Linked DNA regions of Oryctolagus cuniculus: region 1 is linked to region 2. The links are chromatin contacts, called in public Micro-C maps. All regions are on one chromosome and are shown on one strand. Each heading gives the region's core, a stretch centred on a gene start, on an enhancer-like site or on the middle of the called end of the contact. The rest is flanking DNA. Distances are from core to core; before and after follow the strand shown. Region 1 holds the start of MTUS1 (microtubule associated scaffold protein 1). Region 2 overlaps LOC108175886.

The links. Hi-C and Micro-C count contacts between places; a contact is called where the count stands out from the background.
Region 1: a Micro-C map of ear pinna shows a contact between it and region 2, with 1.9 times the contacts expected there. The contact joins the promoter of MTUS1 here to the enhancer-like site in region 2. A contact is called at or near these places in 3 of 6 Hi-C or Micro-C datasets (ear pinna, psoas muscle and skin fibroblasts).

Annotation. Positions count from the first base shown.
Region 1 is chr2:72,428,786-72,432,172 of mOryCun1.1, forward strand. MTUS1 (microtubule associated scaffold protein 1) reads left to right here and starts at 1,799. Exons shown (of 15, transcript XM_070068467.1): 1 at 1,799-1,929. It overlaps LOC108175886, which reads right to left and starts at 2,937. Exons shown (of 3, transcript XM_070068469.1): 1 at 1,799-2,937. The coding sequence starts at 2,793. The coding sequence ends at 1,846.
Region 2 is chr2:72,387,889-72,391,750 of mOryCun1.1, forward strand. All of the region lies in intron 2 of LOC108175886, which reads right to left. Among named protein-coding and RNA genes, the nearest start is that of MTUS1, 41 kb to the right of the region's middle. Within about 2 kb of position 1,428, at least 1 of the 8 cell types and tissues checked has an H3K27ac peak or open chromatin away from gene starts, as enhancers often do. A contact at or near this core is called in ear pinna, where this site is marked.

The sequences.
Region 1 (3,387 bases), core at 549-3,048, 41 kb after region 2:
TCTTAGAGCAAAGGACCCCAAAGTGCTGTGGAGTTTATTGTCTGGTCCTTAATATTATTTCTGGAGTCTGCAGCAGGTCAGCATCAAAGTTCAGAGATCAGGAACATGGCAACATGCCCAGAACTTAGTTGGAAAGAGACCCAAGAGGCCTCATTTCAAGAATATTCGCCTTGACAGTCCCTGAGGATATCCCTAGAAGATAACTTGTGTTTCGATGTTGATGCAATCAGAAGCTAAACTTCAGATTTCCCAAGGCCCACAAAAGCAGCTCTAATTACTTAGAAGAGTGGTTTTTTTTTTTTTTTTTGCCTTCTCATCTGTCCCATAGAAAAATGAAGTAAAACAGGTTCTATATTTATAGATAGAAGGAAGCTATACAATAGAACTGTGGGGGGTTGGACCAAATCACGGGTCATCTGAGGGTTATAAAGATTAAATGATATGTTTAACACAAGAAATATTCTTATGGAGGAGGCACGTTGCTTATTAGCATAATTATCTCATGACTTACAGAAACAATGTGGCTGGTGCTTTTCATTTTGTTTAGATTGTGTGTATGCCTTTGCACAAGGAAGAGTCATCCCATGCTTAGCACTGAATCTTTTCAAATTCACCACATGCCTTTTATTAAAGTCACAGATCACGGGCCATCCGTGTGTGTGTTTACTGTGGGAACTTCAAAAGCAAGTGAGAGGTGTCACTGTAAAATGGAATAAAGAGATGAGGGTTGGGCTGCTGAGTTGCTTGTTCCTCACCAACTATGTGACCTTGGGCAAGTCAACCCTTCTGAGCTTCAATTTCCTCCCTTGAATAATGGAGTCAGTACTCTGACCTGCATTTGCCTGGGTCTTGCTTTGAGGAAATAATAAACCACTGTACCTGTACCAAGACTGCACAACTGTAAATGATAATACATCTTGTAGTTCAGCTAATACTCCTGCTATAGAAAACTGCAGACTGCAAAGTCTTCAGATTTATATTCAGAAAAAAACCTTATTTCTCTTCAAAAGCCTTTAATTAATTTTTCATAATTAAATATGCTTTTTAACATTTTGGACTCAAGTTGTCTGACAGTCAATGGTTCAGTAATAGCACATTTTTCCTAGGTGGGAGATCATCTTTGGAAAAGAGAAGAAAGTATTTTAGGGGTGTCAGGGAGGACTGTGGAAGAAGCGTGCTTAGTTCAGCAAAGAGCCAAGATTTAGTTTGTATTTAGAGAAAAGTGGGTCGGGCTTAGTTTCTCTCCACTTTGTATCCAGAGATCCAAAAGCTGTAGTGCTCATTTTTTTTTTTAAAGATTTATTTTAGTTATTTGAAAGGCAGAGTTACAAAGAGGTAGAGGCAGAGTGAGAAAGAGATCTTGATCTGCTGGTTCACTCCCCAAATGGCCTCAATGGCCCGAACCAGGAGCTTCTTCCGGGTCCCCCACGCGGGTGCAGGGGCCCAAGCACTTGGGCTATCTTCTACTGCTTTCCCAGTAGAGAGCTAGCTCAGAAGTGGAGCAGCCGGGACTTGAACTGGAGCCCATATGGGATGCTGGCGCTGCAGACTGGGGCTTTAACCCGCTGCGCCACAGCGCTCATTTCTTTAGCCTTTAAAACATGTTTGCAAGTAAACTTCTCTGCAGCAAGGAGAGAAAAGAGTACCATCGAACGCTCTAAGCGACAGTCACTGCTGGTTTCTTACCAGCCTGCGCTCTCATTAATTCTCACCTTCCCCCGCCCCTGCTGCCCGGCCCCACCACTCGAGGGAGAAGCCAGGTGGCGAGAGGGAAGCAGGAAGCTGAACCCCATCGTACCCTGGCTTGGCTTGGGGCTCCAGCGCTGAGATCTGCGGACGCGGGGTTCAGCCAGGTGCGCGGGCTGAAGCTACAACACCGGCGGCAACAGGTGCAGCGCGGCCCGGGCCGGACGCCCGGGGGTGGGGCGGGTACGTACTTAGCCCGGGAGCGCGCGGGGCTTCGGGATTGGAACCCGGGAGCGCTAGGAAGGCGGGAGCGGAGCACGGTGAGAGCCTCCCCGCGCGCTTCTCTCCAGCTCCGTGGGACGCCGCCCCCTGGCCTTGGTCCCCCGCCGGGAGTCGCGGGAGGGGACCGCTCCAAAGGGGCCGCTCAGCTTTTCTATTTACAAGTTTCCTCAACTCCCCGCCCTTGCTCCACCCCCTGGCAGCCAGGGAGGCGGGGAGGCTGGTGCTCCTGGACCCTAGGTTCCCGCCGGCTGCCGCCGCCAAGGCTGCGGGTGGGGTGCCCGACGAGCTGCGCGGCCGCAGGTGCAGACGCCGCCCAGCCGGCCTCCTGGGGTGGGCCGGGAGCGGCCCCCGCCTAAGGCCCGAAGCGCGCGGCCCCGGAGCGGCTCGCCGCCCCGCCTCTGCGTCCCAGTGCGAGGAGAGCTCCGGGCTGGCTTGGAGGCGCTGCGGGTAAGTGCGGAACAGAGCAGGTCCCGCTACCCGGTGGGGACGTGGTGGCCACGACTGGCGCGCGGTCACGGGACGAACCTTCGGGGAGGGGGCGGGTACCCCGGGGGGCCTGCGCCCCGAGTGTGGGGAGAGGGTGCAGAGTCCGGGAGGCGGCGGAGCAAGGCAGGTCTCACGTGGGGTCAGTGCCGCTCCTGCGGAAGGGACGGCTGCAGATCGGCGGCTGTCACCTTGAAAGTGACCGAGGGGTTCCCCCGTGCGCTCCCATTCGTAGACAGGCAAGCTTGCGTCCTCGGCCGGAAGCCGCCCACTGGGCGCTTGACCGGTGCTCTGAGCCTTCCCGCTGGGCGCTTCACCGGTGCCGGGCTCAGTCGGAGCCATCAGGGCCGAGAAGGGCGAGAGATGGGGCGTCCGCGGTTCCCAGCGGCCTCCTGCCCTGCGCGCCTTCCTGCCGCTCGCTGGCCCTTTTCCAGCTCTCCGGCAGCATGCCCCCTCACAGAGGCCACGGCGTTGGCTAATGTGATGAGCAGACCCAAGTGTCCGCCCTCCTCTCCTCAAAGCCTACCCTGGCCTGCTAAGTCCCCAGAAAGATCCTGACTTTGCAAGTAGGGGTGAAGATAAATCACTCAAAGCCTGCACTCTTCTACGTGCTGTTTGCTTTAACTAGTCAGTGTTGTAGGAAAGGAAACCCGGTGTGTCTGTTTTGTTTGCGTTAAAACAAAGTCTGAGGCGAGGCAGGGGGAGGGCGAGAGTTGTCCGGCTGTGCCAGGTGATTGGAATCCGGTCATCAGCTTCCCAAATCGCCGCGCTGGGGCTGGGAATGGATTCCAGGGAAGAGGGAGGGAACGAAAGGCACCGCTCTCAGGAATCTGTGACCTCTTTAAGGAGCCTAAACACACCCAGATCAGAGTCAGCATGGATAACCCGAAGAGGAGTTGCGTAATCAGAACTGCAGTTTTGTAGGCAAACTTTTTT
Region 2 (3,862 bases), core at 178-2,677:
CCCTTTCCAGCTGAGTGATGGTTAGAACACAGAGCTCTTGAACTGTAAAAGGAAACCTTGGAAAAGCCAGCTGCTTATAAAGGCTTCTCTGTCCTTTCCTGGTGACCAACTAATTGCGATTCTTAGGAATTACATACTCCTTATAGAAGGTCTTTTATGGCTCATACCAGCCTTTTATTTACTTTTAAAAAAATGATTAAAAATAGACCATGAGTTTCTGGGTACAAGAAAGTCAGATTTGAAACAATCAGCTCATCGGTGATGTTTCACTACTCCCTTTTGACTTTTGCCCTTTTCTGATATTTCTGATTTGAAAGAATCTTCTGTTTTGTGAAAGTAAAGTGGTTTAGGAGGTCATAAGTATAGACTGGGTAGCTATACTAGGCCCAACAGACCAAACCAACATAGTGCTGAGTAACAGTAACTGGATGTTGGTTGATCACAGCCAATGAACTTATCATGCTGTAACCAACAGAGCAGTTGATGGCCTAAGCTGCAGCTAATTAAGTTGTGTCTCTACCTTCCTTCTGTTTTCCTATCAGTGCTTTCTGATCATGTTGGTGGCTGGCATTCACAGAATCTGCTCTGGTTCTGAGAGTTGCCCAAATCACAAACTGTTTTGTTTTTCTTTGCTCAAATACACTCTAGTAGATTTAATTGGTCTAAGGAAATTTCTTTTTAACAGTCTTCATATACTTATGTTGAGCAGGAAGAAAATCACGTTTTCTAAAAAGAAAAGAATCATACCTTTCTAAAAAAGTCAAAATCTGTTCATCTTTTGTGTGGGGGATAATTATGCAAAAATAAAGCAACGCCAAATTAAAGTGAAATTTTAACAATAGTTCCATATTGACTCAGAGATCAGCAGAGCCAAGGAAAAGAGTAATTCTAAAAATATTCAGAATATATCAAGAATGTGTTGAATATGATTAAGAACTTTTTCTAGATGTGAGTCTTTTGAAATCCAGATTCAAAGAACATCTGTAATATTGTTTTGCCTGTGAGTCACTAGGTACAATGAGTAACCTGGAGGAGAAAGGAGTTTGGAGGAATCATGTGTTTTGCTTTCAAAGCTGTTTTTAATATCAAGTTTTCCTCTCAGGCCACTTAGTTTGTAACAAGTTCCATAAATAATTCTGATGCATCCCACATTGAAGGACCATAAGCATCATTCCTCAAAGCTCATCTCATTCAGAAAAGCTGAGCCGTTTTGATATATTTGTTTCAGTTCAGACAGTCTTCCAGAATGAATCCAAAAGTCATAAAAGTTGATGTGAATAGTTTGGATGTAGATTCTCATGTAGTTTTCAGAGACACAGCAAGAACATAGATTCAATGATTGCACCGTGCAGATGGCTATTGGGTGTGCCCCCTAAATGCATCAGCAGCCTGTTGGGTATCCCTTACCCCGGATGATGCTCAGACAGCTGGTGCACTTCTCACACGCACTCCTTCTGTCAGCAAGCCTGGTCCGGACTACTTGCCCAGGGTGTGAATGCCTCTGTTCCATAATTTAATAAGAGACCAAAATCCCTGGAGCTCATTGGTCACTCTAGTTTTCTCACAGGACAATACTCATCAAAGCTCAAGTGAGGGTGTTACACCTCTTCTTCTTACACCATCCTCACTATCATCCAAAACTTCCTGAAAGAGTCTATTTACGGACTGAAACTTTCCACGCTGGATTCAGGCCCAGAGCAAAGTGTGGGGCAAGCTATTGGTCCATTTTTGGTTACTCTTTTTTTTTTTTCCCCTAGATCCATAAATAAAACCTTTCCAAACACAGAGTCTTCCATACCAAGATCTGACAAGTCTTCCATAAAGAACACTTTGTGAGCTGGCAAGTATTTTAAAATATAAATATTTAAAAATAAATATTTGTATATTTCACTGGAACATATTTTGTTCAAATTTCCTAAAGTAACAGAAAGGAAATGTAAGAAGCCTTCCTCTGTTCTGGAATGAGATTTTTTGAAGGGGTTGATCCAAAATGTCCCAGCTGTAGCGGGCTATAAAGACGCGCTTGTTAGTTTTTTTCTAGCACTGGTGTTTATGAGACAGGAAGTGCCGGACTTGAGGCCCCTTAGAGGGTGTCTGTGACTTCTGTCCTGCCACCGTGGTAAGACACTGTGGCCACTGTGTGCAGGATGCACCGCCGTTTGTGCCTCTTCTCTCTGCCTGCACAACATAGGGCACACGGAGTGAGTGCCTCTGATCACTGCCTGGCAACATTGTGGGTCTCCTCCGAGATTTTGCTTGAATTGACAGCATGCTTCTGCTTTCGCTGCAGGATTATAGTTGCAAAGGAGCTGCCCCATGGGCAATTTTCCTCAAGGATCAAATCCTCAGGAAATCCAGATTTCTTCCTCTGCTTCCTTTAGCGCTTCCTCCCTAAGATGCCTGCCCAGTGCCCTGAGACTCCCTTGACGTTGGCCTGGGTCTTTCCTGCCCCACCACAGCTTGGCTTCCTCCATACCAGGCTGCTCAGGGCCTTCGCGGGGCCAAGCTCAGCCCCTGCGTGCTCCTCCCTGGGGGCTGATTGTCCCACAGTCCTCAGGTGGATCCCCTCTTGTGCGTTGAGGTTGCTGCACCAGTGCCTCATTCGGTGCTAATACAGCCACTTTAGAAGAAGGTCCTCTCTTCTTCCCAGGTAAGGGACTGCGCCTTAACAATAAACCAACAACTTCGTTTCTTTTGGCTCCAACTCCACTGATGAGAACTGCTCAGGATTGAAGGCAGCTGTAGTCAGATGCACCCTGGAATCGAATCAAAGATGTGGACACCTAGTTTTTAAGTGCTCCACATCGCCCAGTGCAAACAAGACCTCATTGTCAGAAGATCTTGCTGCAGGATTTTCTGTTCACTGCCATTTGGAAGTACTGTTATCAAGGCTGAGCTGGAATCTGAACTTTAAGTTTGCAACGTCTGGTAAAATTAAGGTCTTTCTCCTCTGTATTCAGTATAGCAACTGTTAGCAGGGAATACCAATTAAGAAGGGATGCGTGGTCCATAGAAACACAAACAACGTATGAAGATACTTTAAGAAGTTTGTGGAAGATGGAATTAAAAGGTAAATTTATTTTGGTGCAAAAAAAAAGCCCATGTGTCATTTTTTCATAATACACATTTTACATGAACTATTTGAAGACCCCTCAAGTGCATGGATTTCAATATTTTACGTCAAAATAAATTTATACTTAAATTCTATTTTCCACAAACTTTTAAGAATAGCCTCATACATAGAACTATAATCTTCTAGGCCCCTAGTGTTCAATGTGAGGTCAGACTCATTATGGTCTTCTGAGAGTCATGCTTGTTCTCTAAATTTTCTTGCTCCAGACTGTTGGATAACATGTAACTGCGAAGGCAGCAGAATCCACTGAAGGTCCTGGTATCAGGTTTCCTTGGAACAGGCTAGCACATGGTTTCAGTCTTCCAAAGCTGATTACTCTGCTGTGGTACATGCTGACTCTACTCAGTAGTCTATCCCCTTATATAATATTGCCAGTGATTGTAGAGTCAGAGGCATACATAGGACACGTGCTTGACTAAGCTGTTGGATTTAATAATCCCTTTCCCTTAGGTTGTAAGTTATACACACCCTTAGCTGAATGGTTCAGGTGTAAGCTAGTCTCTGGGAAAAGGGAAGGGTACATTAATCTCTGTGGGCATTGGGAATGCAGTGGAAGATGGTCCGAGTCCTTGGGCCCCTGCACCAGCATGGGAAACCCAGAGGAAGCTCCTGGCTCCTGGCTTCCGATCGACACAGCTCTGGCCGTTGTGGCCATCTGGGGCGTGAACCAGTGGATAGAAAACCTCTCTTCTCTCTGCCTCTCCTTCTCTCTCTGTGAGAGAGAGATGC